2 separate regions of the Anas platyrhynchos genome follow, and region 2 is linked to region 1. A link is a contact called in public Hi-C data. All regions are on one chromosome and are shown on one strand. Each heading gives the region's core, a stretch centred on a gene start, on an enhancer-like site or on the middle of the called end of the contact. The rest is flanking DNA. Distances are from core to core; before and after follow the strand shown.

Evidence for each region. Hi-C and Micro-C count contacts between places; a contact is called where the count stands out from the background.
Region 2: a contact with region 1 is called in a Hi-C map of skeletal muscle, with 2.8 times the contacts expected there. The contact joins the promoter of DENND2B here to the promoter of RPL27A in region 1. A contact is called at or near these places in 2 of 8 Hi-C or Micro-C datasets (skeletal muscle and subcutaneous adipose tissue).

Annotation. Positions count from the first base shown.
Region 1 is chr5:62,714,096-62,719,835 of IASCAAS_PekinDuck_T2T, forward strand. It overlaps RPL27A (ribosomal protein L27a), which reads right to left and starts at 2,627. Exons shown (of 5, transcript XM_027461914.3): 1 at 2,532-2,627; 2 at 2,242-2,305; 3 at 1,674-1,749; 4 at 682-856. The coding sequence starts at 2,534. It overlaps DENND2B (DENN domain containing 2B), which reads right to left. Exons shown (of 21, transcript XM_038180497.2): 20 at 5,448-5,534; 21 at 4,248-5,021. The coding sequence ends at 4,987. LOC113844226 (small nucleolar RNA SNORA3/SNORA45 family) reads right to left here and starts at 374; the gene lies at 242-374. LOC113844237 (small nucleolar RNA SNORA3/SNORA45 family) reads right to left here and starts at 1,318; the gene lies at 1,187-1,318.
Region 2 is chr5:62,869,546-62,875,438 of IASCAAS_PekinDuck_T2T, forward strand. It overlaps DENND2B (DENN domain containing 2B), which reads right to left and starts at 3,879. Exons shown (of 21, transcript XM_038180497.2): 1 at 3,399-3,879. AKIP1 (A-kinase interacting protein 1) reads left to right here and starts at 4,094. Exons shown (of 4, transcript XM_038180502.2): 1 at 4,094-4,328; 2 at 4,536-4,649; 3 at 4,820-4,870; 4 at 5,869-5,893. The coding sequence starts at 4,158.

The DNA of each region.
Region 1 (5,740 bases), core at 1,377-3,876:
GTGCCAATGCACCCGTGTGGTTTATTCTACTCTGTGAGCTGTCACAGCAATAGCTCCCCTCCCCCCTCATTTCATTCCTGTCCTTTGCATAAAAAGGACAACCACAGCACAAGACCCGTTAATATTACAGCCTTTAAAGTCACAGCTTGTTAGAAGAGGTGTGACTGGCCAGCAGAGGTATTTCGCACACGAAACATACCTACTTGGTAGATTAGTTTCACTACCCACTTGACAGACTAGTTAGTGTCACTGATTTGGTGGCTGACTGAGATATGAAGCATCGCAGCCAGTGAATGTGGATCAGAAGTTTAATGTCCGAGAACGATAGCACACCAGAACAATCACAAGTGTAAAGATGTGACTCGACTCTCGGAATTAGAAGTGACTTTATATAAGTGAGAATAGCTCTATCGTGTTTTCATACCTACTTCTGGTGATATTTTGAACAAGTAATTTTTCACCACCTTTCAAAAATAAGTCATTTTTACAAGAAAAAAACATAAATTCAGTGCTAGCTTAACTACTGATATGCTAAGATAAATGAATTTGTACTGAGAAGTCTGCAAATAAGCTGCAGTGCATGAGTATCTATAGCTTACCATTTTGTTACTTGGATGTGCAAAGCTAAGTTACACTTCAAGTGAGCAGAAACTGCAGATCTGAATCTGAACAGAAACTTACTGAGCGCACAACATCGATGACTGGGGCCAGTCCAGCCTGGTTTTTTGCATAATTGAGCCTTGTCTGTTCAGTAACAAGGGTCCACAGTTTATCCAAATTGACTGTAGGACAGAACTTTTGGTTTTTCTTCAAGTGATAGTGTCTCATGCCTACTTTTCCAAAGTAGCCAGGGTGACTGTGAAAGAAAACACATTCCTTATTAGGTCACATCTCTTAATTCATCCTGAACAGGTGGGACTACAAATCAACACTGATACAACATCTTACTTACTCAAAGCAATCAAAAGTAAAATTTTATCTTACTTTCGCATTACACGTTTATTTCTTTAATACATGTGGTATCTAAGTGTAATAATCATTGCTATGCAAAGCAAGGGCCCTTTAAGCATCTGTTCTCCCTTGAACTCACAACTTAATCCTCCTCATGGTGAGTGTGGTCCAATCCTGCGTTTTCTGAGCAAAACCAACTCAGTGCAAGATTGTACTGCATGAAGAGCTTCAGAGCTCCTGTCACTAACCCGGTGACTGACTGAGTCAACAAAGGCCACAGCCAGTGAATAAAGATTAGTGGTTACTTTCCGAGTACTCTAGCACACCAGGACAACAGGCAGTGTTCAGATGTGACTCTAGTCTCGGCGGTGAAACAACCCTTGCCTCTACAGCATGCAGCTAAGTAGAACGTAGTTTTGATTTATACAACGCTTCAGATTTCCCTAACATTTTGTGGGCACATCTGTTAGTATGGACAACGGTGTAACTGGCAAGCTTGGTCAAGTTTACTGCACTGATCTCTCAAAGATGCTTGGCTTGAGAAAAAAAGGCCCCTAAGCTTAGAGAAAATGGGGACACAAGTTGATTTTAGCTATTAAGCTTTCATGTTAGAGAAAAAGATACATGGGATTGTAGGGAATTTTGATGGTTCACATAAAATTTAGTTGTTTCTGCTTCAGCAACATACACTTTGCTAGCACGTATTTAAAATGTTAGCTTACTATTTATCAAAGTTAATCCTGTGATGGTGCATACCACCAGCATTACCACGGCCTCCAGGATGTTTCCTGTGTTTGCCTAAAAAGAAGAACAAAGTTGGTTAGACTGAGAATATCACATGTAATACTTGATCTTAGGAACGCAGAGTCAACTTAAGCTAATTAATCTGACGATAGCAATCCTATCCTTCTGCATTTATATCAATTCAGCGAGCTAAGCCAACTAAAGACTAACCCTAGACGAGAAGAATTAAAAAAAAACTGCCTTTAGCACATGTAAATATGAGAAGACACCAGTGGTAGCACAAGCGAGCTGACAAGCACAGGCAGGAAGGGCCGGAGTTTAAAGCGGCACAGCATCCGCCTGCAAGCTCAAAATGTCGCCCAGCCACGTTCTCAGACGGCACCTACCGCCCAAATACTACCCGAGGTAACTCACAAACCCCGTCCGAAAGGGACGGGCAACATTTTAGAGCAGCATTTGGGGCACCCCCCGCGGTGCAGCCCCCCCCGCAGCCCTCAGGGCTGCTCGCCAGGCCCGTGCAGGCCCCGCACCCGGCCCCCCGCTTACCGATGCGGCCGTGCCCGTGGCTGACGTGTCCCCGCAGCTTCCTCGTCTTCCTCAGCCGGGAAGGCTGCGGGCAAACGGCAGAGGTGAGCGCGGCGCCACACGGCCCCCCCCCAACCCCCCCACGGCGCCACCGCTCCTCCGCGCCCCACGGCCCGCAGCGCCCGGCGAGGCCCCAGCGGCCGCTCCGAGCCGCCCTCAGCGCCCCGAGCCGGCCGCGGGGCTGGAGGAGCGCCCATCGCCGCCGCCGCCACCCCCGGTCCTGGCCCGGTCCCGGCCCGTCCCGCACCCACCATGCTGCCGCCGCGCCTCACGGAACCGAAAGGCGGCTGCGATCGCGAGAGCGGGGGAAGGCACCGCCGCCCGCGGGGAACTCTCGCGAGACTTCGCTGAGGCTCCTCCTTCCCGCCTCTTCCTGAGGGGATGTGGGGGAGGCTCGGGGGGGGGCGCTAAGCGCAGTGCCCCGAAACGCCAAAGTGACGGTTCCTGGGCGACTGGGAGCCATTGTTCCCCGCGTGGTTGTTTATTTCAATAAATCCTGCACCAAAAGATGTTAGGCAACTTGTCGCTCAACAGCTCCCTGCGGAGGTTTTTACAGTGCAGATGGAGGAAAACAGCCTCTGTGTGGGAGATGTGTTCTCCACACCGCATTCTCTGAACGCGTGCATCCTGTGTCTCGCTCTCATTCCTAACAACTCTTTTCATGTCAACACTACCATCAGCCAACGATGGCGTTTTATCAATCATTTTCTCAAAAGGAACATGTATTTACACATGTATTTACTGTTGTTTATGAAACAGCCAGCATCCACCTGTACAAGTGAAGGCTATTGCTTCTGCTTTGAAGAACTACATCTGGGAGTCATTCCGTAACTTATAACATATTACAGCATAAAACCTGTAGAAATTAACATTTGTGATTACACAAATGCTAGATGTTTAATGTAAATTGTGATTACATTTCAATTGATCAGAAGCGCTTGATATTCTATATTCTACAGATGCTTCTTTTCATGTACACTTAAGCTTTGGTATATACTCGAGTGTGAGGGAGGTAAGGTAAAAAGGAAATGACTTCACCTTTTTAGTGAAAAAACCCTCAATTTTGTTCTATGAGGCTGATAGCAAACCAGAACCACTGCCAGGTTAGGAATTGCGCAAGCCTCAATGCCAGTTCAACTACACGAAGAAGTCACGCTGCAAAGAAGAAAAATACAGTGCTCTTTTTTCTTTAAAAAAGAAAGCTCTAGGTCATTTTCATTAGTCATCAGACTTGAAAGAATATTCATGTATTTTCTATTTTCTTCTTCGGGCTAAGGAAAAGCTAATAGAATCTCTTAGCAGCATTTACGTTACCAGATTAAAGATGAATGTGGTACTTGGGTAGCGCTTGCTGCTGTGCAGAGGGCCATGGCAAGCTAATCATTCCTGCCCTGCTGAAGAGCATTCACCACCATGCAAGCACCACCTGAACCAGACCGCAGTTAATGCAAAAGAAAAGCAGATTGTCATAGACTGCAGCTGATTAGCTCATCAGAAATTTAAGCAAAATATTTGCCTGCGACAAGCTCTTCCTATTCTACTTGGATCATTTAACCAAATTAAATGTAAAAACGTATGTAGCATAAAAACAATGTGAAAATATCACAGTTCAGGATCAATTATCTATGATACAAAATTTGCTGCTAACCCGTGTGAAGAAGAAAAAAGGAAAAATGTTTTAAGAGATGCTTCTGTTAGGATAAAATTAACAAAATGGTGGTATAAAATGCCATGTCTCAGCTCTAATAAAAAGTGTTAAGTAGAAGGAAAACCAAGTTGTATCATGAAATAGTAAACCTACTGAAAGGCAGTTTCATAATAACCTTGTTTCTTTGTTGTTTTGTTTTTTGTTTTTGTTTTTGTTTTTGTATTTTAATTGCAAATTCACGTTCACAAGTTTCTTTGGTTTTTGTACCCACTCAAAATCAGAAGTCTGCAGAGGTTTGCAAAGAATATAAACAAACAGGTGTATTTACATAGTTTATTAGGAACCATACATACATACATTAGGAAAGGATGAACTGTACCTATTCGTTGCAGCTTGCATGTCAAAGAACGGAGATCTCCTCACGGTTAGCAGTCTTAGTGCAGAATGGATTACAAGTAGTTTACTGACCAGAGTTCAAACGGAGTGGAAGTTTTGTATTGTGAACCAAGTACCTCATTATCAAGTCACTTTGTTATTTCTTTCTTTTAAAATTAATTAGAAGAAAAATCAGGAAAAAAAATACCAACTCTGCCACATGAAAACAGCCCCCGCGCATACAACCTCTCCCACGTACCCCAGAGCTCATTCATTACCGCAGTACTCAGGCATCAGTGTAGTTCTCACAAACATTCCCTGAAGTCAGTGGTTCTGCTGAGACAGTCAGCTGCACATAATCAGCTATTCATTTTTGCACCAAGCATAACTCATTTCATACTAAAGAAAAAAAAGCACCTGTTATTCTCAGGAATATACAAATATTTACCACAGTTTTTCTTGCTCATTACAAAATCAGTTACAAAAGCTTACAGCACATTATTTACAAATTCCATCCAAATACATAAAGGAGTCATCGTCTGACACACTGTAACAGTATCGGTAGTCACTCAAAGCTGAGGTCAGCTTTTTTCATTCTCCTCCCACATCAAAATTTGGAGTTGCAGGGGACTCGAGGACAGTGTCATAAATAGTCTTTGGGATGATGTTTCAGCAGAAAGGGTTTAATTCTTCTTGTGAAGGAACTTCATTTTATTTCCTAAAGAAAACACACCATCAGGCACTAGAATAAACTGAAAAAGCCAAGTGCAATCAAAAATCCCATAACAAATGGGTCTGATTTATACTGTAGTTGCTATAGTGACTCTTTTACTTTATACCGGCAGAGACAGCCAACTGGCAGTCTTCGGCAGCCAACCTTCTTATTTTTTCTTCCTCCTCAATTATGCAATTATGTTTTCTATGCTTTTTCTCCCCAAATGAAGACGTTCACAGAGATCATAATTAAATCTGCTTTTTGTCAGGTTTAAGTACGTTTTCACTTTTTCCTTTTGATACTTCCTATCACCAAAACCACCAGTTGATCATCTCATTTCACCCCAGGCAAGGCTCTTTTGGATTTAAACAACCACCACCACCAGACATGCAAACCCCTTTCAGAAACACCGGTAAAGATTGTCCTCACCGAGGCCTCGCAGAAACTTGTTTACTCCGCTTTGCTCGGTGTCTGGCAGCTCTTCCAAATACTGCTCAACCCTCTGCTCGAAGAGACCTGTGGGACAGGGGGGAAGATGGGGCTGGGCAGAGCGTGGGGCAGCACAACCCGCATCCCCCCGCATCCTCCCGCATCCCCCTGCTGCTCGTCGCCCGCGCAGCTCCATGGCAGCAGCACTGCTGTGGCTCGAGCAGGTTTGCCTCTGAGTGATTTAAGGTGCTCAGCCGTGGATTCTCCTGGTTAAAGCCTTTGCGCGGTCGCTA
Region 2 (5,893 bases), core at 2,629-5,128, 160 kb after region 1:
TACAGCAGAGCACACGGACAGCACTGTCCCTGTGAAGCAGCATCCATCTCCCCGAACAGCTCCAGACGGAAAGCAAAGTTAGGTTAATCTACATATGTAATTCAGCTAAAGCAATCTCCTTCAAAGCTCAGTTGGCTACGGACACAATGTTATTGACCTCAAGTGATGAGCAGGAACTCAGACTGTAATTCCTTGCAACCCAGTCACTTCTATCTATAGTCACAAGCTTTCTGCAACTAAATTATCATTTCAAACTTCAAACCCAAACTGAGAGGCATAGCCGAGCCCAGAGGGTGGTTTGGCCATAAGGCGTTAACTTACCAGTCGATCCCTACCTCTACAGTTTGTGGTAACAAGGACTCCAGAAAGTTTAACTGATAATGCAGAGCAAAACTCAGAGGCTCAGTCCCTAGCAATTAAAAAACTTCTAATGAAGTGACAGCTGTTCAACACGTAAATGAAGGAAAAGAGGGCTTAAATCTGATTCTCCATGAGCAAACATCACCATTGTTCAAATCTAACCTTATTTGAGCCCACCTAAAAAGCGAGGACTGGGGAAATGGTGACCGTGGAGGGCAGAGTTCAACAGCAGCCCAGTAGACAAGGACTGACGGAGTCTGTGCTGCCCCTTTGGGGCAGTCCTGCCTGCTCTTCCATGACATGTTGAGTTTGATGTATCTCACTAGCATAAAACATTTCCATGTGGGGAAAAAAATAATAAAATAAAAATACACAACAAGATTTTGCAGTCAGATTAGGGGAAAGAGCGAGAAATACTAACTCTCAAGCTGAGACGCATATACCCAAAAAATACATCCGAAACCCTTCCCAGAAGCGGGAATCTCAGGTCTTGTAGGGTGTGACTCCCCAAGGCCTGCTACAGCCACTTATAACCTCACCAAAGTTCAATGTGACTATGAGTGTTTACAAGCAGAAGGCCTAGGCCAAATTGAGAATGTAAATATTTGGATTCAGTTCCCCAAACTTGCCTCTATCCACACTGCCAACTAAATCCCAACTGCAGGCAAAAAATGCGAAAAGCAGCAGTTGCATGCGCTTTACAGCATGGAGACAAAACTTACACACATGGCATTCAGCATAAAAAAAAAAAAGTAGACTAGTATAGCAGCACAGTAGAATAGTAATTCATAACCTAAACTGACCTAATGTTAAATGAGAAATCAACAAAGTTTGGACCAAAACTTGATTTGACTCAGCTATCATTTGATACATTTTGAAGTCTGATCAGTCCAGATTTTGGTTCCATTATATGAGGTCACTCACGACACGGTGGGGCCAGCACACAGTGGTAGCTTTGACCTAAGCCACGTTCTCTTAAACCATCATACTTCTACAGACTTCTTTCACCCCAATTCTTTCAGCTCTAGGTGAGGGTGGCAGCCAGGGAGGCGTTCAGGAGAGCTGTGCCCTCCCCCAGACGCAGATCCCAAGGGGTACATGCTGCTGCCAGATCCTAGCCCTTCTCAGAAAGCACTAAATGCCTTTCAGTCCCACGTCTCTTCTGCAAACATGGGTTGGGAAGAATCAGAAAGCTAAGCACGTCCCCACGACCAGGATTTTTTATTTATTTTTTTTGCATGTGTGAGGTAAGGATTCATGCCTCCTCACTCCCACTGCTGTACACTCACAAGAAGCCCATCCTCTCTCTCTTCAGCTAAGTGGGAAAAGTACAGATCTGGGTCTCTAACTTTATTCAGCTGTGGGAAACTTGGTTTTGCTCTCCAGTTAAAAGCAGGCTCTCCAGCGCACTTAGCAGTGACCTCTCCACAAGGGGCTAGTATCATTTCTTTAAATGCCCCTACACTAAAAATAGTCCTGCTTCCTAAACATGAATGTTTAGCAGTTCCAGGCATTCTGAGATCCTGCATACCACTATTTTTTTTTTTATTTTTTTTTTTTTTTTAAACTGGCCACATTTATTTAACCAGCAATTAAAAAAAGGAGGCCCAGCCGCCCCAGTGATTCTTCCCAGAGGGTCTTAGATGTTTATGAAACACAATGAAAACAATAAAGTGGATAAAATCGTGCTATTCCATCAAGCCCTTGGCAAGGCTTCCCAACCAAGAATGAATTGCCATGGTACATTACAGTCAACAGATTACACAATGGCTTGCAGGGTCACCAATAACAAGGGGTCACGCGCTCCTTTAGATGCTGCAGTATATGTTAAAAGTCAGTTGCCTACAGGGAAACTGCAAGGGTTTCTGGCAGCCGCGGCACAAAAACGCAGGATCAGAAAGGACAGGAGGTGCTTCTCCTTCCCAGCACTGGGAGAGGCAGTGGCTGTGCCGAGCAAGCTGAGGGGAAGTTCATCACCCCGAGGAGAGCAGAAGGACGCCAAGCCAAGCAGGATTCCCCTCTTTCTGCACACGAGGTGCAGGTGGGAGTTTGCCAGTCCCGCAGTACCACCCATACCATCACCCCTACCCCAAGGAGCTTCACCACCCGCTCAGGGGAAACCAGGGCCACTGCAGAAGGAAGATGGCAGCTCCCCATCAGTCTGGTGACTCCCAGGAGTGCACAGACTGCCACTGGTCCTAAAAGCATGTGCTTGGCTACATGCTTAGGTATCTTGCTAAAGTAATCATAACTGCTTAAAGGTGTTGGTTTTGCTTGGAACAACTGGTCTTAGAGCCGGAGGAAAACAAATGCCCAAAGGCACAGATCTTCTTCTCACCTGTCAGGCCGGTAACAGGTTTCTATTTTGCCACCTGCATAACCCAGTCACAAAAATTAACGTGAAATTTTGACATTCCTGAACACGCATGATTTTCTCAGATCTGATCTTAAATGTAAGATACTCACACCTCCTTTTGCTTTGTTAACTTATCCACGCACTGTATGGGCTTTTTTCACCTACTGAACACGTATCAATCACAAATCACCAAAACACCACCCAGTCCTAAAGGCTGCTTAACCCCACTCCAACCCACCCTACTCCGCACCAGCAGAGATCAGACGGCAACAATTTCACCCCTTGTTTCCCAAAAGTTTTGGTCACTCCAGGTGGCCTGTGCTGGATTGTGCAGCGCCTGGCTGAAGTTAAAGACCACCTGAATGACGTTAAGGACACTGAGAAGGAAAACCCATCACCCCAAATCAGTGCTACAGTGAAACGAGAGGGTAACAAACGCCGGGTGCCAGCCAGGACCGTCCTTGTGGCTTTACCCACCCAGCGCCCTGCTGAAGCAGCTCCCCCGGCTCCTCGCCTGGAGCTGCCCCGGGGACCCCGCAGCCTTGCACGGGAGCCCAGGCGGCTCCTCCCGCTCCCTTCAGCCTCTCACAGCCCCGCGGCTGCCCCTTCTCCCTTCAGACCGGAGCCCTGCCCGCCGGGGGCCGTGTCCCCAGCCCCCCCCCCGGCTCCCCCCGGCTCTTACCAGGCGCGCAGCGGGGCGCTCCCTCAGCCCGGGCGGCGGCTCGGAGCGGGCTGAGGAGGAGGAGGAGGAGGAGGAGGAGGAGGGAAGGGAGCGAGATGGGGATGGAGGGGGGGAGAGAGAGAAGTATGCGCAGGCAGGAAGTGGGGACGGGCAGATTAATGGGAAGCAGGCGGCCAACAAAGAGACCCGCTCCCACCGCACAGCGGCCGAGGGGAGGAGGAGGAGGAGGAGGAGGAGGATAAAGCCGGGGAAGGAGGGAAGCAAGGAAGGAAGGAGGGAGAGAGGGAGGGAGGGAAGGAAGAGCGAGCTTCCTGCGCCCAGCCCGGCTGCTGTCCCTGCAGAACAGGGGGAAGGCACCGAAACCTCGCAGCTGGCTGGACCGGGTGGCTTGGACCGGGTGGCTTGGAGGTCTCCTCCAACCCTAATTGTCTGTGGTTGTCTGATTCTCTCTGATTCTGTCTGATTTTGCACTCCTTGAGCGAAAGGCGAGCCCGCCTTCATTGCTCTGACTGAAACAGAACCAAAACGCCGCTCAGGCAAACGCCCCCCTGCACGGCGCTGCTTGCCCGCACCCTGCGCAGCGCGCTCAGCCCCAGCCATGAAACCACTCGGACACACCACCACCTTTACCAAATTTCACCTTTATTCCCCATTTACCACGCCCCCCCCACCCCCCCACCTCAGCTGCGGGCGTGGCCGCGGCGCCCCCTAGCGGCGGCGGCGGGGCCGCGTGGCGCAGGCGCGCACTGTGACGGCGGCATGGACGGGGCGCGGACGGCGGGAATGGCGCGCGCCGTGCTGGAGCGGGCGCGGCGGCGGCGGCGGGAAGAGGAGGCGCGGGAGCAGCGGGCGCGGGAGCCCCCGGCGCGCCTCAGCGCGGCCTTCGCGTCCCTGGGCGGGCTCCTGCGGCGCGCGGCGGCCGAGTGCGAGGTGCGGGGGGGGCGCAGGGCAACGCGCGGGGGGCGGGAAGTTTGCGGAGCGCTGCGGGGACTGCAGGTGGCAGCAGAGCTGCAGGGAAGGGAGCTGCACGTTGATGCACATTTAGCGAACGCAGCTCTCGCCTGAGAGGAGACTCAAGTTGTCAGCATGGCCGTGATGCTTCTCCATGTGATGTTCTCTGTTCCCGTTGCTGTCCAGGAGTACTACAGGTGTGTGCCGGCCTGGAGCTGCAACGAGCACGAAGTCAAACACATCTGCAGATACCACAGCAGACAAGCAGGGGAAGAAGAGTTCAAGCCCTCTAAAGAAGAGGTCAGTGGGAATCTGCTTTGCTTTAAATAAAGGTTATTCCTACACAATAATTCCTATTACAATCATTTCAGTCATTTTGTGCAGGGGAAAGCGTAACAGACCCCTCTCTCAGGGGCTACATTTGCATGCTATGAGGTTATCGTTACAAAGCAGCATCTTTTTCTTTCCAGAAAAATGCGTCCACAGTAGAATCCAGCCAAGCTACAACTCGCCCTCAGCGTGTAAGTTCGCAGAATACCTTGTTTTTAAATCGAGATACAGCATTTCCCGAGCATTTTGCATCCAGCTGGTTAAAACTTACAGTCAGGTGTGGAGATCTTGTGATGGCACAGATTAATCAGCAATAATCGTAATGCACGTATAGATGGGCAAAAGAATGGACAGAGCCTTACACAATTAATTGTAACCCAGATCATGACGTCCTGGCACATAACTGGTTAAATCTGTTTAATATTTTGGACTGATACAAAACGTCAGGACATTGTGAATAATCTTAGGCTGTTGCGGTTTGCATCAGCAGCAATAATCCAGCAGTCCTCCACTCTCACCTCATTTGTGCTCCCAACACATTCCCAACGCCGAAAAAAGGCAAGCAACACATGCGTGCAGCAGTTGCTTCTCCAGTTATGCTTGGCCCTGATACAGTCTTTCTGAAGACTCCTGTTTGCCCAGGAGAAGAAACCCTGATTTTTCCAAACCAAACACCTCACCAAATCAATTTGGGGAACTTCTAAGCCACAAAAGATGAGAAACACGGAAATCTATACCACAGCACAAATTGATGAGAGTATCCTGGTGTATAGATGACTTCCATGTTTATGTTCAAAATTGTTGAGGTTGACAGCTTTCAGTTTTCTGAGGGAGAAAGTATAGCATGGTGATTATTTCACAGAATCACAGAATTGTCTAGATTGGAAGAGACCTCAAGATCATTGAGTCCAACCTCTGACCTAACACTAACAAGTCCTCCACTAAACCATATCGCTAATTTTCCATTTCCATTGATTTAATCAATAGATTAAATACCTTGACATTCACTAATTTTTGTATTAATAGGAACATTTTGCAGTTTGGTCTGTGTGCTGCCTGTGCACTTTGAAAAAAGTTAATGTTTATGTAGCAGATTAAATATTTTCACCCAAATTCAAAATTTCTATTTTTATGGGAAATTCAAGATATCTAATGACATTTGTGTATTCTCCGCTCCCCACCCCTACAGACCAGGAAAGCTTCCAGAGACATCT